Regions from separate parts of the Podarcis muralis genome. Here region 2 is linked to region 1. A link is a contact called in public Hi-C data. All regions are on one chromosome and are shown on one strand. The core of a region is the stretch at or near the end of the contact, and the rest is flanking DNA. Distances in the headings are between cores, read along the strand shown. Region 1 holds the start of BMP1 (bone morphogenetic protein 1). Region 2 holds the start of POLR3D (RNA polymerase III subunit D).

What was found. A called contact is a pair of places that touch in the nucleus more often than the background predicts.
Region 2: a contact with region 1 is called in a Hi-C map of tail, with 5 times the contacts expected there. The contact joins the promoter of POLR3D here to the promoter of BMP1 in region 1. A contact is called at or near these places in 2 of 3 Hi-C or Micro-C datasets (blood and tail).

Annotation. Positions count from the first base shown.
Region 1 is chr15:1,844,820-1,848,638 of rPodMur119.hap1.1, forward strand. BMP1 (bone morphogenetic protein 1) reads left to right here and starts at 2,514. Exons shown (of 20, transcript XM_028708405.2): 1 at 2,514-2,871. The coding sequence starts at 2,529.
Region 2 is chr15:2,071,679-2,075,187 of rPodMur119.hap1.1, forward strand. POLR3D (RNA polymerase III subunit D) reads left to right here and starts at 1,330. Exons shown (of 9, transcript XM_077919323.1): 1 at 1,330-1,458.

The DNA.
Region 1 (3,819 bases), core at 1,264-3,763:
CCAGGCTAAAAATGTGTGTCCTCATAGTACTTCATACGCATTTAAAATCTTGCAAATTTCAGAATCAAATTTTCACCTTTAGAATGAAGAGTTTACTTTTAAAGATAAATCTGAATAAAACTTACAAGGATGAAGCTTAAGGTTGCAATCCCATGACCACTTTTATGGAAGTAAACACCACTGAAATCAATGGAACTTACTTTTGCGTAGACATGTCTAGGCTTCTACTAAAACTCTGATTTTTAAAGCAATCAGCTAAAACAACATTTCTATATCTTGCTTTCCCCAAGAGCTAACATAGTCCATAGGTGGCTTTGTTTGGCAGGGGCGAGGAATTCAAATGCAAATTGCGGCTGCTCTGAGAAAACACAAAGTAACAGAGCACTTGAGAATGTGCTTTTCCTCCTTCCAAACTAATTTCAACTTTAGTACAAGGATGTGGTCTTGTCAGTGGGAAACAATGGCCCACAGGGTTTGTTGTAGCAGGAGAAGCCACTCTGTGAAGCCGCTCAGCACAGAACCTTTAAGGCAAGGGTGGTAAGCTTCAGGCCCTCCAGGGCTCTCCACTTGGCCCTCAGAACTCTGCCCCAGGCCACACCCATCTCCAGAGGCCACACCCCTGACTGCTCATCCAGGACTGGAAGGTATCCTTTAACTCTTGCTGATTTGGATGAAAGACACAGAGAGATGTGTGTAAAAATTACCTGGCCATACAAAGGACAAGTTTAGATGTGTTGCTCAGTCCACTGTTGGCTCTGGATCTGCCCACCATTGGCAGCTGGCCCAGAAGAGAAGGTGGCCTTCAGGATGAAAATGCCCTTTTCGCCTGCTTGGAAAGGGCAGCGACCCTTTCCAAAACAGGATAATAATTCAGTCTTTATTTTTGCCCAACTACTAAAACATACAAAGCATAAAATGGTCTTCTGACAAGCAGCTACTTCTAATTATATTGCCTGTTTACTGCAGATAAAACCAAAGTGATACAGTTTGACCTGTAGGTGTCACCCGCAGTCAAGCTAGATATGTAGTTCACAGGTTGTGGGCCAATATTTATTCCAATGCCAGCAACTACGGCTGTTGCACCTAACACAGCAGACAAAACCTTCCCATAGCTCCCACTTCAGCAGCCTCTGCTTCTGCTGGGGTCACCAGGCCCATTTCTGGTCAAGGCGGCTGCTTCCTTAAAACAGAGAGTTGGGACAGGCACAGTAATACATTTGTCACTGTGATGTATTTTATATTTGTCACATCTGTTTAAAGGCCCTCCTGAATTTCAGTGCAGAAGGCTTCAGCTGCAAACAGCTTCCCTACTTCCCATCTATCTGAATCTACAGGAGCCCCACTTAAGGGCTGGAAGGTCCCTCTCCGCACCCTGACAAGTGATCAAACAGAACTGAGGCAAGTCCTCCCCAAAGTGCCATCTGAACTGCAATGGGAAAATAGGGTTCAGTTTGGTACTAAGAGTTAACCTTCTCACAACCAATTATTTAATGGACAACTGCTGCCCAGCTGAACGGCATAAACAGGGATGGCAGTTTCCCAAGCAATTGAAGTCTATGAGCATGCAAGATTTTGAGTTACAACTGTTATGCAGAACTCTTCAGCGGAAGTGTGCAAGATTTTGTGGTTCAACTGAAATGAGTGGTGAGTGTTCAACATAAGATTACTTATTGATACTTACTGATATTAAATTCCTACCTGAGCAAACTCTATTTTAAAAGCGGCTAATCTTCCTACTCCAGAAAAGCACATTTTCCTCAACTCTTACCTTAGGAAAAATGTGTTCTCAAAATAAGAACAACAAAAGACAAGGCTTGTGACAAGCCAAATGGATCAAAATAACATGCTGGGCAAATGATGGTGGGAGTCATAGGTGAAGGGGACAAAATCATAAAAGGAAGTTACAAATCAATAGGAACATCGGATCTAGGCCTCACTGGTTCATAAATTAGCAGAAATAATGAGTTAAGTGTTTGTGGCAGTGGAAGACCATATAGACCGCTATTTCCTTGTTCCTCTGAGACTCCAGAGGAAAAGAACAAAGGATTGGGAAAAGTTTGGTCTGACATCCAAGTTCCCCTGAATAGACATGACTCGGACTCTGCTGGTGCCTGGATTAAGAGCACCTTTGCTCCGACCTTCCCAGGTTTTCCACATCCCTTCTCAGCAGGAAAGTCCGCCCGGGCTCAGCTCGTCGGCGGGAAGGGAAGCAAGAGGAGTTCTCTCGACTCGGCATTTCGGAATGTTCCCAATTGGCCGGAATTGGGCAAGAAGGTGTCCAGAAGGATTTGCCTCCCCCAGCAAGAGCGGGGGGGGGGGGGCGCAGCAGGTGTCGGGCCTGGGCGGGAAGGGAACCGGGAGAAGGGAGCCCCGAAGCCGGAGGCGTGTAGTCCAGTTCCGACGTGACAGGAGGCCGGGGCTCGTCTCGCCCCTCCTCTTTCCCCCCTGAGGCCCGAAGAGGCCTCTTGCTCGGAGGGGTCCTGGGCTGCAGCCCCTTCCGGCGGCCCCCCCTCCCGCTCTGCCCTAAAATGCCCCCCTTTCCCGAGGGCCGGAGGCTGGCGCGGCTCCCGGGGCGGCGCTGGAGCCCTCCGGCCGGGAGGGGGCTGAGCTCCGCGCCCGAGTTACCCGCCTCCGCCAGAGGAGGCGCGGGGGGGCTCCTCCCTCTCCGTCCCTCTCCCGCGCCGCCGCCGAGCATTGCCCGGGACCTGCCAGCCAGCATGCCGGCATCCAGGCGGGGGCTGCTGCTGCTGCTGCTCCTCTCCGTCCTGGTCCTGGGACAGGCGATGGATCTCGCGGATTACGGCGACGTCCTGGAGGAAGACGCGGAGCAGGACGCGGAGCCCATAGACTACAAGGACCCTTGCAAAGCGGGTGAGGCTTCGGGGCGGGGGGGGGGGGGGTCCCGCCGCGACCATCTCCTTCCGCTCTCGGGGGCGGGCGAGGGGCAGCGGGGGTCTTTTGTGTGGCTTGGAGGCTCTGAAACGGGCAGAGGGGCTTCTCGAACCTGGGTCAGAGGCAGTGCCGAGTTGGCAGCGCAGCTTGCAGACAAAAGAAAAAAGGAAAGTTTTTGCTCCCTCTCCCTCTCTCGCCTTCCCCCTCCATCCCTTTCGCTCGTCTGGGCTGTAAAATAACTCCTGGGCTTTTAAAGTTTAGCCTGAGAAAGAAAAGAGTCTTTGATACATAAACTCCAGAGTAAGGACTCATAGGACAGCTTCTCTCCCCCTCCCCCGCCCCATTTCAGGGAATTAAACTCTTTTCCATCTGCCCTCTATTGTTGTTGTTGTTCTTCTTCCTCCGTGTCCCATAAAAAAGATTGTATCTGTTTGTGGCTCTTTGTGTGAGGCAGCGGCGGCAGGAGACCTGATGAGTCTGCCGGGGGGGGGGGGGGGCTGCTTGCTTGAAGGAAAGTAAACAGAAGCTGCGCTGGGGGGGGGGGAGGCGGGCAGGAGCTCCGAGGTGAAGGGCTGTGGGCTTGAACTAGACCCCATCATTGCCCTTTCCTCCTCTCAAACAGTTTGTCTGTCTGGAGCAGCTGCAGACACTTGCTGGGTGGTAGCTGTCAAAAGAGGCAAATGTGTTGGGCCCAGAAATATTTTACAGATCACCCATCCGTAACTGCTCATCCCTAGGAGTCATGCTACATTAAAATAATTAACGTGTGTGTGTGTTGTAGAACACCCAGATGGCATGTCCCTCTTTTCTTTGGCCCACGGTGTACTGTGACCTATACCACCCCCTCTACACTCCCACATAAACCTGCTTGTGAGGACTGCACATCCTACACCAGCCCTTGTCAGCCCCGCGGTCCATTATGGGACC
Region 2 (3,509 bases), core at 80-2,579, 230 kb after region 1:
AGCACCTTGGAACACCCATGTGCAGATGACTGAGTGAGCATGCAGCTATGCAGTGGTGCACATCTTTTCATGGATGTGCTCAGTGATGTCATTTAGTTCCTCCGCAAGTTAATCATCTTCTAGCTACTTACTCCTAAGTTAGCATGAATAAGACAGATGCAAAAAGAGCTTTCACGTATATTATCTTATTATGGTATTTGTTGCTGTGCTGCCTGGTTCTATGAATGTTCACTTAGGAGTACTTTTCAGTGGGGCCGGTGGGTCTCATCCCATGTAAGGGTACATAGAATTGCCATTTCTCTGCCTTCAGAATGTTCATCTGTGTTGCTTCCTGTCCTGGGCATCTAGGATAAAACAGTAGAAAATTCTAAATAAATGGATAAATCTCATTGCATTGATGTAGCATCATGGCTCTTAATTATTTCATTTTTCCTTCAGTTGACTAGTGAGACTAGCCTGCTTACTAAAGCCTCTTGTAAATGTGGAGCCAGTTTTAAAAAATAACTTCACTTTGTGTGTTAACAAAGAAGCCTGAGCAGAATAATTTATTGGAAGAGTTCCTGCCCCTCAAAGTCCTGCATTTATCACCAGTTTTAAATTTTCCTATTTTTCTCTCCAACAGAAGCATCACATCAGTCTAAAAGATGATTTACTGTTTGCACTTAATACTAAGCGCAATGAGTTTATATTTGAAAACCAACTTGTGAGAGCTTAAGTAAACTTCCGAGGTGGAATCAGAAACATTATTTTATTAAGAAACAGCCTCTGGCTTCTCTCTCGGTTGGCGGGCGCTGGTGACCTCTGAAAATGATGTATAAAATAGCACATGAGGTAGAGAGAAGAGGCAGAGAGGGACGTCAGGGGCTTCCTAGCGCCGACTATGTGAGAGGATTTGTGCTAAGAAACACTAACGCTGAATAGCACCTCCTGGCCTTTGCTTCCCGTTACGGGACCTGCGAGCGAGACTCTCTAACACCCCCGTAACGTTGCATTCCTCATCAGTGCTTATTATGTGGCTTGCCAACAAGTCCCAACTCTCCTCAGCTTAATTTTCCTCACCCTGTCGCTAAAGATATACTGTACAGTATATCACTAACCTTAAATTAAACTAAATTGAAACGCCCGTTACAAAAATGGCGGAGTCGTGGCCTTCCCTTCGTAGGAGCAGCAACGTTACAAAGTCAGAAAGCCCTGCCCACAACAAAGATGGAGGCTCCGTCGCTTCCCCTTCCTCGGAGAAGCAACTACTACAGTGCAGTATACGAAACTTCCAACCCCTGCCCGGGACAAAAATGGCGGGTTCGCGCTCCCCCCACTAATCCCTCCAGGGACGTAGCGACGCGAGCGCCCTTCTCAAAGATGGACGCCGCTTGCGCGCCGCAGCCTGTTTGCCGAGGCGGCGCCTGAGGAGCCGCGAAGGGCGCCGCGCGGGAGGTCGAGGGAAGGCGGCCGCTTCGGGTGCGTCGGGGGCCGAGAGGCCGGTTTCTCGGGGGTGGAGGAGGCGAGGCGGGCGCCTCGATGGGGGGCAGGAGCCCGTGTGGCGGGCTAGGGGGTCGGGGCGGAGGAAGAGGAGCTTTTCCTGCTGCCTCCGCTCTTCTCCGCCGCCGCCGCCGCCGCCTCGTGTTTCCACGCGAGGAGCTCAAGGCGGCGGGCCAAGTGCCCTGGTGCCAAGCTGCTCCGCGGGTTTCGGGCTGAGCAGCGGCCTGCGCCCCCAGCCAGGCCCCGAGGGGCACCCCCCCCTAACTTCATGCCACGCCAGGCTGGATCTCCACGAGGATTAAGGGTCGTCGCAGGAACAGGCTAGGAAGGGATTCAGGAAGGACCAAGTGCTCCAGGCATGGTTGAACTGCGGAACTCACTGCCACAAGATCCAGTGGTGGCCACCGGCTTAGATTGCAACTCTTCCTGCAACTATTTAAAAAATAGACAAACTCTGTGCTCCTCACTGTGGTGCACCCAAGGTCGATTTATGAATTAAGGGCAACCACGTGGAGGGGGGTGGCAGCCATATGCTTTGAATGCAAAAGGTCCTCTGTTCAATCCCTGGCATGTCCAGGGAGAGCTGGCCTGGCAAAGAGACCTGCTTCCAGTCGGGAGGCCAGGCTTCCTCAACCTCGGCCTCCAGATATTTTTTGGCCTACAACTCCCATGATCCCTAGCTAGCAGGACCAGTGGTCAGGCATGATGGGAAGTGTAGTCTCAAAACATCTGGAGGGCCAAGGTTGAGGAAGGCTGGTGTAGGCAATGCTGGACAGACTGTGTAAGGCAGCTTCCTGAGGTAGAATGTAAAGGAGTCGGGGTGAAATCTGGGGATTCTGCTGAGATGGGGGCAACTTTGCTGTCTAGCCCTGGTAATCTCAATGATGGATGAGAGACGGAGCTGCCTTCTGCTGAATCAGACTGGAGGTCCATCTAGCTCAGATTTTCAGACCCAGGACTCACCTTTTAGCTGCATTTGGGGATCCCTTTCTGAATTCCTTATATTTGCACAGTGGCACTGCTGCAACCTGGAAGTGGGCCCTGACCCACCAGTTGAAGACCAGTGCACCCGAGCATGGCAGAACTTTGGTTTTTTGACTCCACCAAGGGTCGGTGTTTCTGTGTCTCGCATAGTTTTATGTATGTGGCGCTGCTGCTGCTGTTGTTACATCAGAATGTTTTATGCTGCCTGCATGGAGTCTGTGAGATCCCCACTGTGCATCTGCTGCCATGTTCTGGATATGGTCTTTGTATCAACTGGTAGCCCTAATTTAAGAAGCTTTGGTGGCTATATGTTAGAAATGAAAGGCAGCAGCTGCACACAACTGGTTTTCCATAGGCTGAAGCAGCCCAAAATCAATGCAGACTAATTTTTTCAGGGGTCACCCACATACTGAAAGCAATACCAGCCCTTGATGGACATGAGAAGTAACTTAAGTTCCAGGAGTATGTATTGTAGTAATGTTTACTGAGGCCTTGACTCATAGATACCAACAGACAGGTCACGAAAGGCTCTAAATCAGGGGTCAGCAAACTTTTTCAGCAGGGGGCCGGTCCACTGTCCCTCAGACCTTGTGAGGAGCCGGACTATATTGGGGGTGTGTGTGAACGAATTCCTGTGCCCCACAAATAACCCAGAGATGCATTTTAAATAAAAGCACACATTCTACTCATGTAAAAACACGCTGATTCCCAGACCGTCAACAGGCCTGATTTAGAAGGTGATTGGGCTGGATGCGGCCCCCGGGCCTTAGGTTGCCTACCCTTGCTCTAAATATATAGGATGTGTAGCAGTTCAGGGGTGCTGGTGTTGTTTTGAAGCTATTCTACCTGTACGTCATCACCCCTCACCCCACCTGGAGTCAGGGGATGCTTGGCATTCCCAAATAACATCAATGCAGAACTTGCACTGATCATCCAGTCATAATTATGGCAGACGGAGGGAAATTGTGAAGATCTTTAATGAGGAAAAAGAGCACTCTGTTTCCATTGCTACTTGCTCATCCATGCATGCGAAGGCACCAAACCAG